Regions from separate parts of the Sus scrofa genome. Here region 2 is linked to region 1. The links are chromatin contacts, called in public promoter capture Hi-C maps. All regions are on one chromosome and are shown on one strand. Each heading gives the region's core, a stretch centred on a gene start, on an enhancer-like site or on the middle of the called end of the contact. The rest is flanking DNA. Distances are from core to core; before and after follow the strand shown.

Region 1 (4,161 bases), core at 838-3,337:
ACACGCATTTCCAAGCCCACATGTTCTCAGTGTGTAAGTTCTGCAGCTTCTGACAAATGTCCCTATCTCTGCCACACTGTGAACTAACCTCAACAACCAACCTTCTGGTTGAAGACACACACAAATTACCCTACACATTAGAAAGACATAAATGCAATGACCTTCAACAACGTACATGGTCCCAGAGTATGTGGCATAAACAGGTAATTGGCCACTGGCACACCTGGGTGACACAGTAAGCCAATTCTTCAGAACAGGCAAATCCACTCAATTCTATGCTCTGTTGCTGTGCCACACCTGGCACATCATGTTGACAGTACTTACGCATTACAATAGGGCTTCTTTTCATAGCCTTTGTAGTTGTTCATGTTGAGAGCCATCTTGCAGACTTCACAATGGAAACATCCTTTATGCCAATACTGAAAAAAAAAATATTTAAAATTTTGGTACAATGCCAGTTCTCTCCAGGAAGGGTACAGAAAGGAGACATTTTTAGTGCATCACAAGTCCCCGTATCTGAAAATACTACAACAAAATGATCGCAGGTACCAGTGGATGTTTGCCTAATTTCAGTTAAGTAAATAAAGCAGGCAGTTATTAAAACTGAGTTTTAAATGAATCCCCACCAAAACGTACAGACTCCAGTGGAAGAAATGACAAGGGCTCTGCCCATATCACACCTCGACGAGCAGCCCGAAAGGAGTTCTGCAATTGGTTAATGGAGAAATGGAGCCGGTGAAGTGGCTCCAAAAGGAAAACGAGTCCAAGTCAAAGTGCCTAAACACTGTTTGAGAGATCTCAATAAACATGTGTCCACCGGAAGTCAAGCAACCTGAGATGGCAGGAGGCGCACCATGTAAGTACCCCTGGTCCCCCATCCCTGTCCAGCTCCACTAAACTGCGGAAAGCTGGGCTCTGTCCGGGATGCCTGAAGGGATGACGACGTGCTCTTGGGAGGCATCATCTGTATGACCACACGCAAATTTCACTAGGACCTCCTCCGGCTGGACTCCATCGTCAGTCTCTCAGGACAGAGGCCAGCGTCTCTCTCCCAGGCTGTTCAACTCCATCCGCACCCAGGAAGGGCAGGGGAGCTGAGCTGCGGGGCCCGGGCTACAGCCGGTTCCTCTGGAATTCCCCAACCGGGTGGATTAGCCCCCCGCGGGTCCGGCTTGCCGCGCTGAGCCCCGGCTCCTGGGCGGGGATTATTCTTAGCAATGCGGCAGCGGCCGCCCCACGACATATTAATTACTATCTGCCTCTCCACCTCGCCGCCCTTACGAGAGGCGCCGGGGCAGGGGTGAGGTGGGGATGCGGACGCATCCTTGGGCGGGGGCGGCGGGGGCGGGGGTTGCGGGGCAGTGACAGGGCAGGAGTGGTGGTGAGAGGGGCGCGGCTCGCCGAACTGCTCCCGGGGGCCCCGCGTGGGCTCCCAGGGCCGCGGTCCGCCTGGCGCCCTCCGCCGCCGCTCGCTGCCGCCGCCGGCGCAGCCCCGCACCCCCGCCGCCCGCACCCCGACAAAAGGCTTTCCTGGTTCCTACAGCACGGTCGCCAAGCGTGCTCTCTGACACTCCTCGGGCATCTTCCTTCGTATGCCCTCACCCCGTGCCAAGACACACACACACATACACGCACAGACCCACTCTTCTCTTTCCATCGCAGATGCCAAAACTTCTCCAAGCAGGTGCAGCCCGGCGCCCGGCAGGTCCCGGCTGGCCCGGCGCCCCCTTGCTCACCTTATCCAGGCAGTTGACTTTCTCCGTGGGATACACTACTTTCCCGCAGCGGGCACATTGGGGGTTCATTGTCGCGGTTCCTGGGGGCGGCGAACAGGCGGCGGCGGCTGGGGGCTCCGAGGAGCCGCTGTGACATCCCCCGGCGATCCCCGCACCGCCTCCTGGCAGACGGGAGGGCGGCGGGAGGCCGGGCGCGGGGATCGGGAGTCTGCCCGGAGCCGGGGGCGAGCGGGCCGCGCGGCGCGCGGGGAGGCGGCGGGGGCGCGGGTGGGTGCGCGGCTGGGCCTGGCGCCGAGGGGCGGCCGCGCTCTCGTGCTCGGGCTCGGCTCCGGCTCGGGCTCCGCGCCGCTCGCTCTGCGTCGCTCGCACTCCAGGTACCGGTGACTCACAGAGACACTCGCTCCCGCCCCTCGCGCTCACTCGCTCCCCCGCCTCGCCGGTGACGCGCAGGCCAAACCCACCGGCGCGCCCCGACCGAAGTGGCAGGGAACGAGCACGTCGGGCCCCGGGGGAGGGCGGGCGAAGCGGGGGAAGGGGGAGGGCAGAGACCCGGAAAGCTCCGCAGACCGCTCGGCTGCGAAGGGGAGGCCTGGGAGCGAGCTTCGCGCGGCTGCCGCAGCGGGGGCGGCCAGGTGGGCGGCGGCGGCGGAGGAGGACCGCGGGGGGGCCGCGAGGGAGGGCTCAACCCCGCGCACGCCCTGCACCCCTTCCTCCTCTCTCCCCTGCCCAGCCGGGGGCTGCCCGGCTCCTAGGCCGATCTATGTTCCTGATGCCCAAAGGTCGCGGGGAACGCGAGGTGGGGGTGCGCCCGCCCCGGGTCGCGGGCAGCAGCGCACCGACGCCCCACGCAGCGCCCAGTGCCCGGGCGGAGACTGGTCCGGGCGTGCGCAGCGACGCTTTCCCGTGCGGGAGCTGGGAAACCCGCGGGGAACCTGGAGCTTCACGTCCCAGCAGCGCCAGGGGGCTGTGCCGCGCCGGCCCCCACGGGCCTTCGCTGGAAGCAAGCGTTCCCGCGTGCCTGCGCTAAATCCTCGGACCCTGACGGGAAGAGACTTCTCTCACTGGCTACCCTCCTCTGCACTTGTTATATCTGTTCTCATAAAACGAGTGATCATTTTAGGCCCGAATCAAGCCTTTCTTGATTAATAAACGGACATCGTTCATGGGGGGGGGGGGGATCGCGCGCGCATACTGTATATTTTGCAATTAAACACCACAGGGTCTACGAAAAGTTCTTCACCTACGTTAAGGAAAGCAATTACAAATTCATGGTCCTAACCGGAAGGGCCAGGAAATCAAGCTGAAGGGTAAGGGTCAGATAGAACCAAACGGAATAGAAATCCGTTTTAGTTTTAATAAGCTTGTTGGACTCGCTTTGTAAAAGGCAGCAAAATGGAGCCACACGTCCTGAATTCAAAACCCAACCCTGCCATTTACTGTCATGTGACTTTGTGCAAATACTTACCCTCTCTATGCCTCAGTTTTCAAATCTGCAAAATGGGAATAACTGCTGCAAAACAGCTTCAATTTTCCCAGTGTGAGAATTATGAGTCAGCAGATAAGTGTTTCAACCTGCCTGGCTCTCGGCAAACGCTACATTAAGTGTCAGCCTGGATTATCATCATAGGCCGTTTGTAGCAAATAAGGAAACATTCTGCTGTTAACGCAGAGATTAAGACTCAGTAATGCCACATAGCCACTACTGTAACAAATATTGGTGATTTTTTAAAAAATCATTGCTGCAGCTTTTCATGAAAAAAGAAAACTGCTGATTTCTGAGCTCCTCAGGCAGACTGCACAGATGAAATATCATTCATAATGAGACTGTGTTGTTTGACCTTTCAAAAGAGATCATTTCTTAAAAAAGATCCACCAATGCAGCAGCCTTTGAACCGCTTTTTGCCCTGCTCACAAGTCCACCTCTAAAGCAAATAAAGCAATAATTTGCTGTCAGAGAGTCTCGCTGTCATTTAAAAACACCTCAGAACTAATTAGAAAAGCTTAAGACCACAGGTGAAAGTGGAGGACTTTATGTTAAGTGAAATAAGCCAGACAAATACTGCATGGTGTCACACATACGTGGAATCTTAAAGAAAAAAAAAAAGTAAAAAGTGGAACTCAGAGAAGAAAAAGTGGTTGCCAGGCAGTGAAACAAGGAGAGGTTGGTAAATGGGTACCAACATTCAGTTATAAGATGAATGAGGTCTGAGCATCTACTGTATAACATGGTGACTGCAGTTAACACAGTGTTGGATAATAGAAGCCTACTAAGAGAATAGAATTTAAATGTTCTCATCCAAAAAGGGGGAAAATATGTGAGGTGATGAATGTGTTAATTCTATGGGGGGAGGGATTCCTTTCACAAAGTATACGTACAACAAATCAACACATTGAACTCTTCAACTATCTTACAATTTTATTTGCA
Region 2 (4,161 bases), core at 986-3,485, 45 kb before region 1:
TGAAACCAGGAGCTCCTTTTCACAACCTAAGACTCATATTAAAAAGGTGTTTCATAGTTTTAAACAGTCTTATAAACTAAACCACTGTTTTCAATTCTGAAAACACGTTTTACGGTAGGAAGAACTTGGGGGGGGGGGGGCGCAGTGCAATGGATGAGCTCATGTCTCGAGGCTTCACCTGAAATCATCTAGTGGCAGCCTTGCCTTTTTCATACAAAATAAAGCCTCCAAGTAGGGAGGAAGCACAGGTTGAAGAAGGGAAAGTTGTCACCAGAGGAAAACGAAGGCGGGCCTGCTACATGCAAGTGAATCCAGAGGGAATTCCAGTTTTGTTCCCTGGCCATCAAAAACAGTTTGGAAGATTTGTGCCAAAATTGGAAATAAAAGCATGCTCTTTTCTCCCTGCACCCTACAGAGCTGCCTTTGAAGTCACATGTGCTCCACAGGGCACAGACAGAAACAAAAATCAGGCACTTAAGTTTTCTGCAGCCGGTTTAGCATGAGACAGTGTGCTTCCAGCATTTTATACAACAGTCATTTCAGCTCCCTCTCCTTCGATATGATGAGCTTTTGTCTCATGCCCTGGAATTTAAATCCGTGCTTCCCTCTGGTTATACCTTCTGGTCCCAGGGACAGCCTCAGGACTTGGCCCAGCTGCCTGGATCTGGTTCAGGCCCTGCCTGGATGGACCGACTCCAGCTCTCGGCTTGTAGGAACTGGGGCTGACTCTGCAGCCACCTGGCAAGAGCTGGCTGGCTTTGCAGCCTTCTGGACTTCCCTGAACAGCTCACTGGGGTGCTTCAAGCCCCCCTCATCTCTTCATTCTGCCTTACCAGGGCTATGGGATAAAACACAGCTATCCATTCTTCCTGCCTCAACTAAAAGGTGAGAAAAATATCGCATTTGGAATAGTAACAACTAATGCTGGTATATTTCAAAAAAAAAATCCATCTTCAAAATCAGGTACTTCCTTGGTAAGCCTCATTACAGCCTTAAGGATAGAAATGTTTCTACCGCTTATTTTGTTTTGTTTTTCTGCCTAGATACTGAGTTTAGAGAATGGAAGGATCCTGAGCCAGTGTTACGTAAGTGAGAGCTAAAAGGTAGGAAGGGGGGAAACAAAAACATTTCATATTTTCCAATGCATAAAGTTACCTGCTCGGTGAACTCAAAAGGGAAAAAAATCAAAATAGTGTATTTCCAGCATAAAAGAGTTTATTGTAGGATATTAAAAGTGGCACCTTTTTTTTTTGGCAGGAAAGCTAGAACTGAAAGGAATCTTAAAGACCAACTAATCCAATTACTTAACGAGGTGGAAAGTGCTGCCCAGAAGTCAGTGGTTCAGACTAATAGGGTGGTGTCAAGGAGACATGCAAACCCTCTAGAAGGAGCCTCCACTGGCCCAAGACAGGACAATTTGAATATCAAAAAGAAGGACTGCAACTGATTCAAACGTATCAATTCTATAAAGTCCGTGAGTGTATAATGAGTTGATAAGAGGTCCTTCCACCTCCACCCCCAAAACAGTAAAGAACAGCTCACTAGTGACCACCAGTAAAAGGTGCTGGAGCCCCAATTCATCATTCTGACAAATGATAAATACAAGGCAAGGCTGAATAACATACCATTTTCTCTTTCCAAACTATATTTCAGGATAACCAAGTAACTGATGATGGAAACTTCACCCATTTAAAAGAATCCCAGCGAATAAAAGCAGAAATTATCACAGAACTAGAAAAATTCCATTTTGACTTTCTCAGCTGAAATTCAGCCTTTCAACTGGGTCCCAAGAGGTGGAACACAGATCAGCTAAGGATCAATGAATGTAGAGGAGAATAAAATGCCACAGTTAGGGTAATTAATTAGTAAAAATGTAAGAGGAATGAGTATCTGGAAAAGAAAGGTCAGAATGGAGATGGGGCAGCTGAGGCCAGGTCGGGAGAGACCAAACACCATCAACACATTTTCTAAGTCTCAATTTAGCCTAGCATTGCTTAAAGAGAAAAGAAAAAGAGTGAGAAAAGTGAGAATGTACACAAAACATGGAAACATAATATTAGGGAGAGAGAGAAGGAAAAAAAAAGTTGGTCCTGTTCATGCCAGCATTTTTCACCACAGCCAAAACTTGGAAGCAACCTCTGTTCTACTAATGGATGAATGAATAAAGAAAATGTCACACACACACACACACACACACACACGCATGCACGCACACGTGTGTGCAATGGAATATTATTCAGCCATGCAAAAGAAGGAACTCTTGCCATTTGCAACATCATGGGGAGACCTTATGAAGGCATTATGCCAAGTGAAACAAGTCAGACAGAGAAAGACAAATACCATACAATTTCACTTACATATGGAATCGAAAAGAAACTGAACTCACAGATACAGAGAACAGACTGGTGGTTGCAAGGGGTGGGGGGGGCGGGTGTAAGGAGAGGGCGACATGGGTGAAGGGTGCCCAAAGGTACAAACCTCCGGTTGTAAGATGAAGAGGCTCTGGGGAATGTAACGTACAGCATGGCAACTACAGTTAACAAGACCATAGTGTGTATCTGAAACTGGCTAACAGAGGAAATCTTAAAAGTTCTCGTCACAAGAAAAACAACATGTAACTATATGTGGTGACAGATGTTAACTAAACTTAGTGTGGTGATCATTTCACAATATATACAGATATCATCATGTTGTACACTGAAATAATACAAGGTTACAGGTCAATTACACCTCAATTAAAAAAAAAAAAAGCTGCTGCTCCAAGTCCCACTTGATCCCCATCTTTAATGAACAGCATGAGAGAAGGATGTGCTGGGATTAGAGCTGACGGTGGGCTGGGAGCCCAACATCAGATGAGCCCCGTGCATGTTAACCAGAAACAACTAGGTTTCTGAAACAAGACCACATGTATCCTCCACAGTTAGGTCTCAGTGGGCTGTAGTTGGCTCATTATGAGGCATTCTCCCTGTCAAAATAAATAGGCAGAAGTAACAAAACCAAAGAATCCAAAGAAAAAAAATCCAACCCAGAGAAAAGCACAGCACAGCACAAAACTAATAAAGGCAGTGAGGAGAGGGTCAACATTGCAAAATGTTGTTTTGTTTCGTAATACACTTGGAACCTCTGGAGTGTTTGACACGTCATGACATGGAACACTGACCTTGAGGCTGAAACCAGCATCATCGTTTTTTCCTCCCCACTGAACTAGTCATTTCTTCCCACTGCTAAGTTGGGGGGAGGGAGTAAGGAGAAGAAAAAGAGAAGAGAAGGAAGCTCATTTGGCAAGAAGCTGGACTCCGATTTCCCTTGGTTCTCATTCCCCAAATGGAGTTGGTAAAATTTCCTACTATTGTGCTTTTTCAATGGTCAATAGTGACTTTGTTTCCAGCTCTTTCCAGAAAAGCAGATATTGCTATCTTTTTTTATTTATTTTTTTACTATGTATATACATTTATATATTGAGATAAAATTCTAATGCCATAAAAGTCACCTTTTTAGAGTGCACATTCCAGTGGTTTTTAGTATACTCTCAAAAAGTCACCTGTATATAATTCTAGAACATTTTCATCACCCCAAAAAGAAACCCTATACCCATTAGCAGTCACTTCCCATTCTCCCCTTTTCCCAAGAGCCTATATAGCAAGTACTAATCTGGCTCTATGGATTTGCCTGACCTGGACATTTCATATAAATGGAATCATATAATATATATGGCCTTTGGTGTCTGGTTTCTTTCATTTAGCATAATATTTTCAAGGCTCATCATGTGACATCATGTATCAGTACTTCATTCCTTTTTAGGGCTGAATAGTGTTCCATTGTATATATTCACAGTATTTTGTTTATTCATTCATCATTTAATTCCACTTTCTGATGAAATTACCTTTTTTTCCCACTTTGGGCTATTATGAATATTGCTGCTATGAACATTCATGTAGAAGTTTTGTGTGAATATAAGTTTTAGATACTCTTGGGTCTACCATGAGGAGGAGACTGTTGGATCATATAGTGACTCTATGTTTAACTTTCTAAGGAACTGCCAGACTGTTGTCCAAAGCAGTCGTGCTGTTTTGATATTCTCACTAGTAATCCAGCAGAAATCTAATATCTTAATATCTTCATCAATACTTGCTACTGTCCATTTTTTGATTATGTATATCC

Evidence for each region. Promoter capture Hi-C pulls out the DNA fragments that hold promoters and counts their contacts.
Region 2: a promoter capture Hi-C map of liver shows a contact between it and region 1, with 4 times the contacts expected there. The contact joins the promoter of C10H10orf113 here to the promoter of NEBL in region 1. A contact is called at or near these places in 1 of 5 promoter capture datasets (liver) and 5 of 47 Hi-C or Micro-C datasets (epiblast stem cells, heart right ventricle and liver).

The regions. Positions count from the first base shown.
Region 1 is chr10:53,600,855-53,605,015 of Sscrofa11.1, reverse strand. It overlaps NEBL (nebulette), which reads right to left and starts at 2,087. Exons shown (of 7, transcript XM_003357763.4): 1 at 1,737-2,087; 2 at 325-419. The coding sequence starts at 1,805.
Region 2 is chr10:53,646,140-53,650,300 of Sscrofa11.1, reverse strand. It overlaps C10H10orf113 (putative uncharacterized protein C10orf113 homolog), which reads right to left and starts at 2,235. Exons shown (of 3, transcript XM_021064960.1): 1 at 781-2,235; 2 at 644-779; 3 at 1-641. The coding sequence starts at 903. The coding sequence ends at 535. The region is part of intron 2 of NEBL (nebulette); the gene reads right to left.